Linked DNA regions of Mus musculus: region 2 is linked to region 1. A link is a contact called in public Hi-C data. All regions are on one chromosome and are shown on one strand. Each heading gives the region's core, a stretch centred on a gene start, on an enhancer-like site or on the middle of the called end of the contact. The rest is flanking DNA. Distances are from core to core; before and after follow the strand shown. Region 1 has its middle 22 kb from the start of Gm31813. Region 2 overlaps Tbl1xr1 (transducin (beta)-like 1X-linked receptor 1).

Region 1 (7,037 bases), core at 2,968-5,467:
TTGAGGCAAGTCTGAGATAGGTGAAATCCAGATTCAAAGGAAAAGAAAGAAAAGGAGGAGAGGGTGTTAAAGTCAAAATCTTTTTTTTCCCATTTTTTATTAGGTATTTAGCTCATTTACATTTCCAATGCTATACCAAAAGTCCCCCATACCCACCCCCCCCCACTCCCCTGCCCACCCACTCACCCTTTTTGGCCCTGGCGTTCCCCTGTACTGGGGCATATAAAGTTTGCACGTCCAATGGGCCTCTCTTTGCAGTGATGGCCGACTAGTGTCCCCCAGGGCTCTTTCTGCTAAGGCTGGGTTCCCCTCGCAGTGGTACTGTCTTTGAAAGGTGGCGCCTCAGGGACAGTCTTCAGGCCATGCAGGCTTGCCCTGGCAGAGGATTGTGGGACCGCAGTCCCTTCTTCCTCTTTCTGCTTTTGCTCTGGCTCTTGAGGTGACTACCCCCAAAACCTAAAGCAATGAGACAGCCAGAGCGAGAGAAGCAGACTCCAAAAGTAGGATCTAAATTAAGATCCCAGACATTTGTCCCAGCAAGTTGAAGATAATGCAAGAACACAACTCGCAACAAATGGGGGAGTAGCAGTAGGGGCTGTGACATACCTCCATTCTCTGTTATCTAAAATTGAAGAAAATACCTCTACCTCTAAGTGTTTCTCACAACCTTTCATATAACATTGAAGAGCTTCTGTAGAAAGTACTTCTAATGGAGAAATTGCTTTTCTTCTTCATGTGTACTTGTATAAATTTATAGGTATGGTGAGATATTTTGACAGATCCAGACAGTTGCTAATGATCAAGTCAGTGTAATTAGCACACCCTGAGTCAAAGACAAAACGAGCTTTTGAAACTCCGTACTTTTGATTTTTTTTTTTCAATGTACTTCATTTGATTTTTCTTTAAATTCAGTGGTTTTGTTATCTTGGTAATTTTTCCTCCTTTTGGGATAGTGTCTCATGAAGCCTTATGTAGCTAAAGATGACTGAACTTCTGATCTTCCTGTGTGAACCTTCAGAGTGCTAGGATTACAGGCATGCACACCATGTGTGGTATACGTAGTGCTGAAGATCAAACACAGACCTTTGTATGTGCCAGGCAAGTATTCTATCAACTGTGGCAGAACATTTGTATCATAATACCATTTTTATATAGTCCATCTATTTAAATATCTAGCTGGAAAGATTCAAGTCAGCAGTAACTATGCAATTTCTGGTGATTCCATTCTAAGTAAATAATAAATGAAGCTTATTTTCTCATTACTACTTGACTAAAGAATTTGGGTGACTTTCAAAAACATCCAAGCAAGGCTGGCAAGGTGATTTGTTGTACAACAGCGCTTCCAATACCCAGAGCCCACGTGGCAGAAAGAGGCAGCAGAGGTCCCTTGACCTCTGCTCAGGTGCTCCAGCCAACAAGAGCCTCCCCACCCCCTGCTGTTCCAAACACACACTGAATAAAGAAATGTTAAGCAAAATAAAACAACTTTGCAGTTCTTAATGGAAGGAACAGCTTTCCTTTTTTCCCCATTATTAACCTTTTTAGTTACCCTACAAAATAGTAAGTTTCATTAAGCAGTTTCTTTCTTAAAACACAGCAGGAGTCATCTGAAAGATCCTAGCAGGAGTGGAGATGTAACACATGCTCTTTAACTTGTTTGGTTAAAATAAATTTCAGCTTCTAAAAATACTGTGTTCTTCCCCAGCTAGCTTCTTGCCATTTAAAATTTGACACAGTGCTTACCAAAGATGACTCAAAATTCAGTTATTCTTATTTCCTGCATTCTTGATTTCCATACAGAGCTGCAGAATCTTTCCAAGGAAAAAAAAGTGGACCTTCCACCCACTCCTACTTTCCCCTGGTAAAACTGCCCTGGCTGCAGTTTACCTTCAAGGTAAACCAGGGAAATGACCCAGACACTGCCTTTCAGGGAGCAGGATTCCAACATGTGAGTAGTGGTAGCAGGTACTCCTGATTTTAAATAATGCCTCTCAAGAGGCCCAATGGCTAAGAGCTCCTGCTTTGCAAGAATGAAAACCTGAGATCAAATCTCCAACATGCAAGTAAAAAGCCAGGCATGGCTGGCTGCTCTCTTGTATACCCTCAGCTTTGCACGGTAGAGACAGGCAGATTCTGAAAGTTCATTGGCCAGGCAACTCCAACTAAATGCTAATCTTCTGGTTCAGTGGGAGACAGTGTCTCAAGGAACTGAAACCATCAGAGAAAGACATACTATACTCTTCTCTGGCCTCTGCATAAGGACACACACACACACACACACACACACGACAGAGAGTGAATAATGATTCTGGTATTGTGGCTATGTAACACCATTGCTTTTTTGCTGATTCTAGGGGAATAAGACTACTGGATGTGAAATGTGTTAAGATTTAAACAGGCAACATATGTAAATAAATTGACACAGATTAAGTCTTAAGGAATCCATAGTTAATAGTGTTTTCAAAACAATTAACGATGCTACTCAACCACAATGAGATCATATCCTGATAAGCCCCTCAGTAGATGAAAATATCACTTAACACCCATCACCTACTGGACAAACCAGCTAAGCAACCATGCTGGAGAGTATTGGTTGCTCACATTTGTGATCCCAGGCTGACCACAAACTGAGAGTACGGTGCCACTGCCCACTGTAAGTCATACCCCAAGAGGAAGATCAAAGCTCAACAACCCAAAAGAAATAAAAAAAAAATCACTAAAGCCAACCACTTTAGCTGTCAACATAAAATAGTTTCATTAGTTGGAAAGTAAAAAACAAAACAAAACAGAACAAAAACCTGGAGAATGAACCAAATTGGAGAACATTCTAGAAATCTCTCCAGAGTCTGCTTTTCCGATGTGTATGGAATCTGTGTTGGTTTTCGTTGTTGTTATTTGCCTTGGTTTTTAGTTTAGTGAGTATTACCTAGGCCTAGATGACCCTTCTAATTACATAGTTGAGGAGAACCAAGAACACTGATTCTTCTTCCTCTACCTCCAAAATTAGAGGATCACAAGAATGTGTTACAGTTCCTTACTTACATGGTGCCGAGACAGATGCCAGCGCTTCGTGAATGCAAAGCAAGCACTCTACAACTGAGTTATATGCCCCGTCCCAGCACTTAAGTTACTGAGGCAGCATATAAGGCCTCTCCAAAGATTCCAAGAGTGGTGTAGAAACCTCTGAGGGTTTTTGTCCTATCCACAGCTAGACAACTAGACACTCTGCTCATCACCCAGGGTATCAGCTTGGAAGCCTGGGTCTGGATTAACTTTTATGAGCCCTACTGTTGATCCTACTGGGAGAGAATAGGACCATTATCCCAATTTTTGAGCCAAAATTAAAGTAAGTTTTATTAAATGCTGGCCAAGACTATGGACTCTACCCAGATCCATACTCAGGATTCCCAGAAAACGGCCTCACACTGTGCTAATCTGGTGATTATAAAGGCACAACCTACAAGGCTGTGTATTTGCTGCCTTGGGGGTAAGCATACATCCTGCCTATGTACTTCCTGGTCCATGTGATTAAGGACATCCTGAGAAGTTGAAGCAACCAACCTTGTTTACAGAAGTGAAAACATTTTCATGGCTTGTTATCTTGCATGAATAGTAGCCCCCAGAATCCAGGAAGTTATCTGTCCGTGGGCAGAGAAAGTTATCTGCATTATAGGTTAGAGACATTTTTGTTTTATAGATCCCTTCAGCACAGGAATTAAAACTTAAAATATAACTTTAGCCCTCACAGTTGGAGTATATCATTTACCAAGCTGTAAAGGGCAATTAGGTTGTCTGATTTCACAAGACCAGGTTCACCGGATGGTGTCCAGCTTCCCCTGGTGAATGAGTGACCAGAACGAAAGCACTCTTCACCTCTGCTGAACTTGGATCCTTGAAGGTGGGGCTGACTAGAGTTACCAGGCTGTACAATGCTGTCTGGCCACATCTTGGAGCTGGGCACATTTCTCGTCCTCCCCTCAGGGAGGGGTTTATAGTACAGGCAGTTTTTTCAAAGAGGAACATTTCCTTAAACAGGACACCTTAGGCTTATCTGTTGTAGGAGAACAATTAACACAAGCTTTGTGAAGATCTGCAATTGAGAAAACACTGAGTTCCAAGCCAAGTCCAGTCACTTACACTGGCAGAGTCCATTCTCAGAGTCATCAGAGGTACGGGGTGTTCTCTAGGACTTGGTCCTGGTCCTGAGTTAGCACAGAGGCAAATAGTCCTTGCCTAAGAGTTGATGTTCCAGGAAAAAGTAGATGTGTGGTTGCCAGGATGACTATCTCCAACTCAGCTGGGTTTATTTTCGTCTGCCATTTTAAGAAGATGTTGGCTCAGGGGACAGACACATTCTGTACCAAGCCAACAGGTACCCTGCCAAAAATTCTGTGTCAAAAGCTGATGATGAGGGCTGAGGGATGTATGTCAGTTGGCAGAGTACTTGTCGAATGAGCACAAAGACCTAGGATCAATCCCCAGCACTGTGTAAAGGGATTGTGGTGGCACATATCTGCAAGGTCATCCTAAACTATATAGAAATATCAAAGGAAACCAGACAACTTGAGACCCTGATTTAAAACAAGGGAAAGGACTGAATAAAATAAATAGCCTCTGATATTTGGGCATTTAAATTTGTTGTTGTTGTATTTTTCCTGATTTCAGAACTCTTGCTGGAACAATCTCTACATTATGGTTGACTGTAGAAAGAGCTTCCAAGTTAGCGAGCTGAACCTCCTACAGATGAGGGTTAGAGGAGTAAGTATCTCCTCAGGAACTAATGCACGTGATTATGGGGCCTTACTAAATCTAAACTTCTCGGGTCAGCATCAGTCTTTAGTAAGACCTTCAGCTGACTAGACGGAACCCACCATGTCATAAAAAGTATTCTTGCTGCACAAAGAATCCATTGGTTTTCATGTTAATCTCACCCAAAGATGTTACAGAAACATCTAAAATAATGCTTGACTGAATATGCAGCCCCATAGCCCAGCCAAGTTGAGATGCAGAATGACTCACGCTGGTTTCTAAACACCTGCCAGTCTCCTACAGCCTCTGACACCATTAACCACAAAGGGGAGGGGGGGGGGAGGTTTTCTCTTTCCCTTACCCATCTCACTGTTAGTCTAGACTCACTACCAAAACCAGACATGAATATTGGGCTCTTACTGTGAAAGCAGAAGGTGCAGAGAAAGTTCCCTTCACACAGTTGATCAATAGCATTAGAAGTAACAAGAAATGAGAAAATTCACATGGTCCAAGTCGTCAGGCTCCTAACACACACAGCATGCTCTGCTCGGGGCCTTCCCTAGCCTACACACTTGCCTGGAAGGCAACAACTCCTTTTCAGTTCCTTGAGCTGTGGCTTTTCTTCCCCAAATCTTCTCTCATGTTCCTTTCCTCCAGGGAGGGTGGTTGTGACATCTGCACACAGAGACGCCGTGGGAGGCAACAGCTTCGTCCGTTGGAGTTTAAAGTCTAACGCAAACCCTGAGCCGTTATCTCACTATCCACTGTTACATAAGGAAACAGTCTTGACTGACACCCCTTTCTGTGGTCATGAGTTGTTTCCTCATTGCTCTTCCCTCAGCAGTCTCACCTTTAACCCAGGAAGTGAGGAGAACATGTTTCTGCCATGTGTATGTACCTTAGGCCTGAATAAAGCAGGGCTTTCATTATTTTAGATTGAACTAAAGAAGATTTAGCTACCTTGAAAAGCAACACTCACAAGGGGTTTCCACTAATAGCGATCCTCATCTCACTGTGAATGGGTATATAGTCATGCATGGTGTCTTGAGGACTCCTTTGATAGAATGATATAATCGACAGAACATGTAGACCCTGAGGCACTATGTGGAGCACACATCAGCAGGAGTACACACCTAGCTTGTTTCCAGTATTCAGTTTCTTACTCTCCCAGGCTGCACCTTCACTATGATGATAAGCACACTTCCCACCCACATGTGAAGGCCCTGATCCATGGCACCTGTGGAGACAGCCACAGACCATCACTCTTCTTCACAGCCCATAGCCGTGCCAGGAAGTCCGAGTTGAAATCTGTTCTCAAATGTTCTCATCCGTTCCATGGAATCATGTATTTCTGGTAAACATCTCTTCTTCTACTTAGACCAAGCCAGTGAGGGACTCAGCCAACACAGAAAGAAGAGCAGAAGGAGAATACAGACAACCCTCCCATTCTCAACGGTCAGCATTCAAGGCCCAGTGACATCTTGGCTCTTCCTGGATCTCATTTGTCAGTGCTTCCTGGAAGTCTATACAGTAAAACAAAGTGTGCATGTCTGCAGTGTCCGTCCAATAAATGCCATCTCTATATAGGTTGGTTAGTAATAGGTTTCTAACACCTGAGAAAACAGGAGGAGAGAGGGAGGCAAATCCTGGAAATTATATTATGAGGCATTCTTTGGTGCTTAGATTATGTGCAGAGAGTTAAATGAGATCATTAACATAAAATTTGTCATTTGTAAAGTGAAATTCATAGCTATGATTCTGTAGACATCTTTAACTAGGAGTAAAAATGATTCCTTAAAGACTAACAGATTTGTCATGCTTTATCATTTTCTTATTTTTATAAAAAATATTCCAAGACTGAGTCTCATATATTCCAAGTCTGGCCTCAAACTTACTGTGAGGCTCAAACTTACTGTGAGGCTGAGGATGGCATGGCCTTCTTACCTCTACCTTACAAGAGTTGGAATTACAGGCATACAACACCACTTCCTACAATGCTGGCACTGAAGCCAGGGTTGCACGCTATGCAGACAAACACTCAACCAACTAAGCTACATATCCATTCTCTTCACAATACATTATCTCTATCGCTGGTTCCCAAGGGTCTCAGATAATATAAATTAATCCTTAGATTCATGGGATCTTGAGTACAAAGCAACGTGTGCATGTGTGTTGTATACGTGTAAGAAAATGTCATGATCAAGCTTGTTAGTGCATGTTAATAAAGAAAATCAACACGTGCTACAGAAACAGACTAACAGCATTTAATGAACTGTTTATATGTCTCA
Region 2 (7,037 bases), core at 2,244-4,743, 200 kb after region 1:
TTACAGGAGAAGCTAATTAGCCTGGGATAGATGACACGTAAGAAGACTGTTGGGCTCAGAGGCATGGGCTAGTGGAGCATGGCGAGGATACCAGATACCATTGGCCATCCCTTAGACTTAATGTGTGCACTGGAAACACTGGAGTTGTGGGGAGATGAAACTTTGGAGAAAGGTAGGACTAAGCTGCAGAAATGGCTGTACCTATGTTACAGGGCTTCATTGTGAAAGCTGAACTGATTACCAGTAGGGTTTGTTAAGTAATGCTGTCATCGTTCAGTTAGTGGTCAGGTAACTGAAGGGAGGAAGGGAGGGCAGATGGACGTAGGAGCAGGAACAGTTCAAACTGGGTGAGGAAGACTAGACTTTGTTCTAGATGACAAGGATAGGTTCAGAGATAGTCTTTTAACAGTTTTGGCTGTAGGAGCATTCAGCCTGACGGAGGTTGAACATGAGTGGCCAGAGGGGAAGTGGGGGTTTGTATTACTGACCTCGAGGTTAGTTGGACATTTCCAAGGAAAAGAGTTTCTACAAGGGAAACAAGAGTGGTTGTGATAGGCCAAAACTGAGTGACCCTGTGTATGTGAGTACTGTGGAGATGTGGAGATGGCATTCCAGTTCAATGGCTGGTCAGATGTGTACACATAGGCCTTTCTTGGGGTAGCAGGATGGAGAGGCCAGCTAGCCAGCCCCTGTTTCTGGTTGTTTCCTTGCTGTTTGGGATCACTCAGCACATTTGCAGTGTCTTGAGGCGCCCACTAGCCTTTCTCCACATCTGGCAAAACAAACCTTAAGCATGCTCAGCTTTCCTGCTCAAATTGAATTCTACCTGGTACTGCAAACACTTACATTCTTGGGCAGATCTTTGAACTTAAACTGGAAGAACGTTGGATAAGGCCTGAAATCTAATAGTGCTGACCAGTACTGCATTTGAGGAGAATGTAGAGAAAATAAAATTTTATTCATAACTATTTATTTTAACTATAAATGAGTAGAGTCACCTTCCCATCCTGGTTGTAAGGTTAGTAAGGTGTCCCAGTGTTTCATGGGATGGCCTGTCCTGTTTCTCAGTCCCTGACGACTGAGCAGTGATGGACTGCTGCTCTCTGCCGGATGTATAATCTTGCTCCCATAGTTTGGCTTTTTAAGAGAAGCAGGATGCAGAACGGATTTGAGTCTTTACAGTATCCTGTTTCCCAGCCTTAATTCATAATAGAGTGTAATCAGAATCTCATGTCCATAGGTTGTCTAGCACACAGTGCTTTCCCTAATGGCATCTTCTAGGTCAAAGGTTTTCCAGGGAGAAGAGCTTACTGAGGGCCTGTGTTTTGTTCCTTACACAGGAATCTCCTGTCTCCATGTCTCCAACTTGATCTCCTCACCTCCCGCCATTTTCCCTAGTGTTTCCAGTGCTTGGTCTTGCCTTTCTGCTGTGTGCCCTGCCAAACTCAGGACTTTGGAATTTCTGAAGGATAATGTTTCAGGATGGTGTCTTCCATCTCATGCCACATTTGCCTCAGCCACCTTTGTGATCTCTAGTTAAACACAAAACTCTTAAATATCCTTTATCACAAGCTAGTCTGTGGGTAAAATCATGAAGTTAAAAGCAAGATTTCTGAGAAATGTCTTTCTCCCTTCTCCCACTGTGGGCCATTAAGGCAGAAGTAGAAGCTTTGAGAACACAACCATGCATACATTAGCCACCCCTGAGCCTTTCCCAGTCAAGTGGTATCTGGAATCATGCAGTCTTTTAAAACTTGGTAAACTGTTATGGAATTTCAGTAAAGAGAGTGACCACCCTGTCCATTACTGGAACTTCACTTTGCTATCTGGACCAGATTTTTGTAACAGTATGAATGAGGCTAATATCAAGAGATTGGCTATGTACCCTCATGTTTTTAAGTATTTTTTCTTTAATTATTTAATTTTTAATTACTTAATTTTGTGGCCCAATCCTCCACTGGAATATGGTCGGTAGTCTGCTTGTCCCCTGAGTGCTGGAACTAATTGTTAAAGGAGGCCTAGGAACTGTACTTTCATCTTGTAGTTCTTTATTTAGAGCCGGGTGATAGAGGCACACAACTTTGATCCTAGCACTCAGCAGTCAGAGGCAGGCACAGATTTCTGTGCGTTTAAGGCGAGTTTGTTCTGAAGAGTGAGATCCAGGATAGCCAGGGCTATACAGAGAAACCTTATCTTAGAGAAACAACAACAAAAACTTTAGATGAGTTATTACGTAAAATAGTAATATTTTTTTAGTCACTAAATATATATAAAAATAATGTATGAATTCAGTTACAATTTGATGTATATTTCCTTTGGAAACAGTTTCATACAGCCCAGGTTGCTCTTACGTAGTCAAAGATAATCTTGAAGTCCGATCTTCCCACCTGTTCACTTCTGCGTGCTGGCAGTATGGGTGTGCACCATTGCACACAGCTTGGCAGTGTTGCTCCCAGAATCTAAATGCATGGTAGGCAGGCACTGCTGGCCCACTCACATCGGCTGCCCCAGGCTGCGTTATTTTGTCTTGTTTGTGTTGTTTTCTAGTTTGGATTTATTTCCTAAGTCTTTTTTTTTTTTTTTTTCAATATGCCACAGAACTATGATGTGTCGCATGAATCTTGGTTTGCTTTTGTCTCATGAGGCAGGTGAAGTGTGTTGTAGCTCACAGCTTCTCAGGGTTTGGCATTTGATGCATTTTCTTGAGGAAAGTTGTATTACTGTTGTACAGTTAGAAAACCTGAAGACATGCAACCCATTAGAAGCCACATGTACAGTAGCCGAGAGCAAGGGAAAGTAAAAGGCTGGCAAGTTTCTCTTTTAATATTTTTATTTTCAATCATTTCTTAGTTGTCCATTTACACCGTCAAGTGATGATATGTAATTATAAAAGATAACAAAGTTTTTTCTGTTTGTAATTTAATGTGATGTTACTAGCAACATAAGTTCTCACAGTGTTTCCTTTGCTTTTAGGATTTTCTCATTCTGCGTTTACCTTTGGTATAGAGAGCCATATAAGTCAGTCCAACATAAATGGTGCCCTGGTTCCACCCGCTGCACTCATCTCTATCATCCAGAAAGGCCTGCAGTATGTAGAGGCAGAAGTTAGCATAAATGAGGTAAGGCAGATGAGTTCCATTTCAAACACTGATTCTGATTCTTAAATGTGGTTGTTTATTGAGTATCTGACCTTGACTTCATGGGTTCAGACAGATTAAAATTATTCTTCATAACTGTACTGGTCTTCATACCAGCGGATAATTTCTGTAGACTATTCCTCTGCGTGTGTGTGTGTGTGTGTGTGTGTGTGTGTGTGTGTGTGTATGTATGTAAGCAAAGGAAATCATGTTTAACACATAAGTAATTTGGCTGGAGAGTACTAAGAACAAACTGATGGCAAGGACATAAAAAAACACTGTTAGTTTCATGTACCCTGATGTTGGAAGCCAATTTATTTATAATTGATGCCAACATTGATTCTCAGAGCTTCGTGTCCAAGGTTCATGTGGAAGTAGTGTGTTTATTTCTGGTGTTGGCATGCTACTTGTGCCTGAGGCCATCTTACCTGCTCCCTGATTCTATAAATTAGCTTTGTAGCACAGCCGAGCTCATTTAGTTCTGGACTGTCACTGGGTAGCTGCTGGGAACATGAGGCGCTGTAACAAGGACCTTACAGCCTTTAAAGCATTCATAAGCACACACTGCATGTTCTTTCTGAGTAGAACTTTGTTGTAGCTACAATGTTTAGTGTATGGCCGGAATATGTAGAGGTAAACACATGCCCTCCCCCCCCCCCCCTTTTTTTTTGTAAAAGTAAATGAAAAGATTTTAGCTGTTTAAAGTAGTCCAGTTCCCTTTTGGTATCCTCAGCGGTGGGTTACCACATTGCCACAGTTAGCATTATCTGTGGGTCCCTTCATTTACTCCTAATGTCAAGTTTGTGTATCACACACATCTAGATGACTTCTGTGTATGATCATCCTGTAATGTTTAGAGAAAACCAGTAAGGTCAAGATCTGCTCCCGGTCAGTACAGGTGCTTTCCTTTATTCCAAGGCCTGGATCCCGTGGTATGACATATTCATATTGGTCAGTGTTTTTTACTAACAGCTTTTCTTACCTGGATGTTATACATTATCATTTTATTATCTTTAAGCTTTTGTGAATGGCCTCTTGTATTGGTTTGTCTTTGTGCAGAGTTCAGCAGGACCTCAGTGACAGTTGGTGGCTGTTTGCATCTTTGTCATTCTTGCCCCCTTCCTCCTTCTTGCTCACGTTCACGGTTTCCTTAGAATGAAGTTGTTCATTTTGTTAATGGAATGTTTGTTAACCTCATGACTACATCTCATTTTTCTTTCCCGGTTTTCCAACCCCAGGATGGCACCTTATTTGATGGTCGACCCATCGAGTCTCTGTCCCTGATAGATGCTGTTATGCCCGATGTAGTCCAAACAAGACAACAAGCCTACAGAGACAAGCTTGCACAGCAGCATGCAGCCGCAGCCGCTGCCGCTGCTGCCGCCACTAACCAGCAAGGATCTGCAAAAAATGGAGAGAATACAGCAAATGGGGAGGAGAATGGAGCACATACCATCGCAAGTGAGCCGAGAATGCTTGGAGATGCTCAGCACACACTACTGTTCTCCATTGCCCCATCCTTAGAGCTGTACTGATAGCCAGTGTTTGTCTTTACCCCCCAACATGCTTCGCTTAGTCAGGGTTTCTATTCCTGCACAAACATCATGACCAAGAAGCAAGTTGGGGAGGAAAGAGTTTATTCAGCTTACACTTCCATACTGCTGTTCATCACCAAGGAAGTCAGGACTGGAACTCAAGCAGATCAGGAAGCAGGAGCTGATGCAGAGGCCATGGAGGGATGTTCTTTACTGGCTTGCTCAGCCTGCTCTCTTATAGAACCCAAGACTACCAGCCCAGGGATGGCACCACCCACAGTGGGCTTTCCCCCCTTGATCACCAGTTGAGAAAATGCCTTACAGTTGGATCTCATGGAGGCATTTCCTCAACTGAAGCTCCTTTCTGAGTGATAATTCCAGCTGTGTCAAGTTGACACACAAAAACAGGCAGTATAGTGCATCACACAGTTCATATTTTCTACCTAAGATTCTAAAAAGCTAAATACACTGAATGTTTGTTTGTTCCTAAATGTTTCTGAAACCCCTTTCTACTCTTAAGTGAACATTGCATCTGCAGTTGATTTCTAAGTAAAATTTCTAGTAGTCCCTGTTATAAACATCCAGCAAGGCTCTGATGGTGAGCAATAAAGATGACTCATGCTATAGAAATGATATCAGCAACCCCTACTGGCAGAACTCAGAATAGTATTGTTACAGGCTGTTTAATTCAGCCATGCTGAGGTATAGCCCTTTTTCCCCCTTTCTTTTTTTTACCACTTCCACATACACATTCTCTGGGCATAAACACTCACACTTTTAAAACTAGTACAGCCATACTTGCTAGAAATGTGCTTACCTTCTGACAGAACTGCTACTTCTCATGCTGCAGATAATCACACTGACATGATGGAAGTAGATGGGGATGTGGAAATCCCTTCCAATAAAGCGGTTGTGCTTCGGGGCCATGAATCTGAAGTTTTCATCTGTGCCTGGAACCCTGTTAGTGATCTCCTGGCATCAGGGTAGGTTTTTCAAAGAGCTTTCTAGCTGTTGAGTATTTTGTTGTTTTAGACAGGATTTACTCTGTAACCTTGCCTTGTTGATGCACTGTGTCCTGGGATTATGTCACGTGCAGCATGACAATGGCATCTAAGAATACCTCAACAAAAGGACTGCTACATAGATTTCACTTTCCGGTCATTTTACCTTAGTAGGTTAGTATTATTACTTGGTAGGAGCTCTAAAAGAGAAATATTAGAAATGTTTATATCTGGTAGTCTACTTCTTATTCAGGTGTTAAATGTATGGCTTGGGTTCTGGAATGCTTGCTTATATGAAGACTTAAGCCGATTTTTTGACTCTGAAGGTCTGGAGACTCCACGGCAAGAATCTGGAACCTCAGTGAGAACAGCACGAGTGGCCCTACGCAGCTCGTGCTTAGACACTGCATACGGGAAGGAGGGCAGGACGTGCCCAGTAACAAGGATGTCACGTCTCTAGATTGGAATGTGAGTGTTTTGTTCTTGCATAAATGGTCTGTGAATGAAGACATTTGAGGACTTGGCATTATATAATCTTGAAATTAGATCCCAATTTTAGCTTCAATCTGGCCCCATATTCCTAAAATCCTAATCAGAATTTAGGAGTGAATTGTAGGCTTTGCTTTTTACTTCTTATAAAAAGCATTCTCATGGTATCATTTTTATGTTGTCCTTCCTGGTCTACACTTGCCCCATCCTCACTCATGGTCACCTGTGAAAATGTTCTGCATAGGGACTGCAGTCCTGCTCCACAGCACTTCCTGCCGGTGCACACACTGGGATTGGCCTGTCCGAGAACACCGCCTTCATTAGGGGGTGGGGGTTTGCCAGCCTTTGTTGGCACTTACACATAGATCAGGGTCTTTTGTGCCTGGGACTTAAACAGGCAACATGTGTGTAGTAATTAAATGGCCTTTTGAGTTGTGTAATAAACAAAATGTGTTTCTCTGCCAGAGTGAAGGTACACTTCTAGCAACTGGGTCATATGATGGATTTGCCAGAATATGGACTAAAGATGGTATGACATTTTCTAACTTTATTGATGTTCTAAATTTAAAAGTTTGAAGTAATTTTAATGTGTGTGTTTGTTTGTTTTTAATTTAGGTAATCTTGCCAGCACCTTGGGGCAGCATAAAGGTCCTATATTTGCATTAAAATGGAATAAGAAAGGAAATTTCATCCTAAGTGCTGGCGTAGATAAGGTAAATGAACATTCAGCCAAGCTCTATCAAGAATATATTTGAAAGTAATATTTTTTTCTTTCCTGCTAATCACTGAAGCAGACTTGAGTTCGTTCAAGCATGAATTTGTCACAGTACTAGAAATGTCTTATATTGTCTACTTGTTTTCCTGAGTCTGCTCAT

Evidence for each region. Hi-C and Micro-C count contacts between places; a contact is called where the count stands out from the background.
Region 2: a contact with region 1 is called in a Hi-C map of liver, with 2.0 times the contacts expected there. The contact joins two enhancer-like sites. A contact is called at or near these places in 1 of 15 datasets of contacts at CTCF or cohesin (the NIH/3T3 cell line), 8 of 484 Hi-C or Micro-C datasets (the G1E-ER4 cell line, cerebral cortex, granulocyte-monocyte progenitors and 1 more), 5 of 115 datasets of contacts at active chromatin or transcription factors (the SCID.adh cell line, bone marrow-derived dendritic cells, embryonic stem cells and 2 more) and 1 of 9 other capture datasets (embryonic stem cells).

The regions. Positions count from the first base shown.
Region 1 is chr3:21,982,819-21,989,855 of GRCm38.p6, forward strand. No RefSeq gene overlaps it. Among named protein-coding and RNA genes, the nearest start is that of Gm31813, 22 kb to the left of the region's middle. Within about 2 kb of position 4,218, at least 164 of the 459 cell types and tissues checked have an H3K27ac peak or open chromatin away from gene starts, as enhancers often do. A contact at or near this core is called in liver, where this site is marked.
Region 2 is chr3:22,185,393-22,192,429 of GRCm38.p6, forward strand. Tbl1xr1 (transducin (beta)-like 1X-linked receptor 1) reads left to right here. Exons shown (of 16, transcript NM_030732.3): 4 at 2,974-3,119; 5 at 4,376-4,598; 6 at 5,523-5,655; 7 at 6,000-6,141; 8 at 6,628-6,691; 9 at 6,778-6,875. Among named protein-coding and RNA genes, the nearest start is that of Tbl1xr1, 110 kb to the left of the region's middle. Within about 2 kb of position 3,494, at least 4 of the 459 cell types and tissues checked have an H3K27ac peak or open chromatin away from gene starts, as enhancers often do. A contact at or near this core is called in liver, where this site is marked.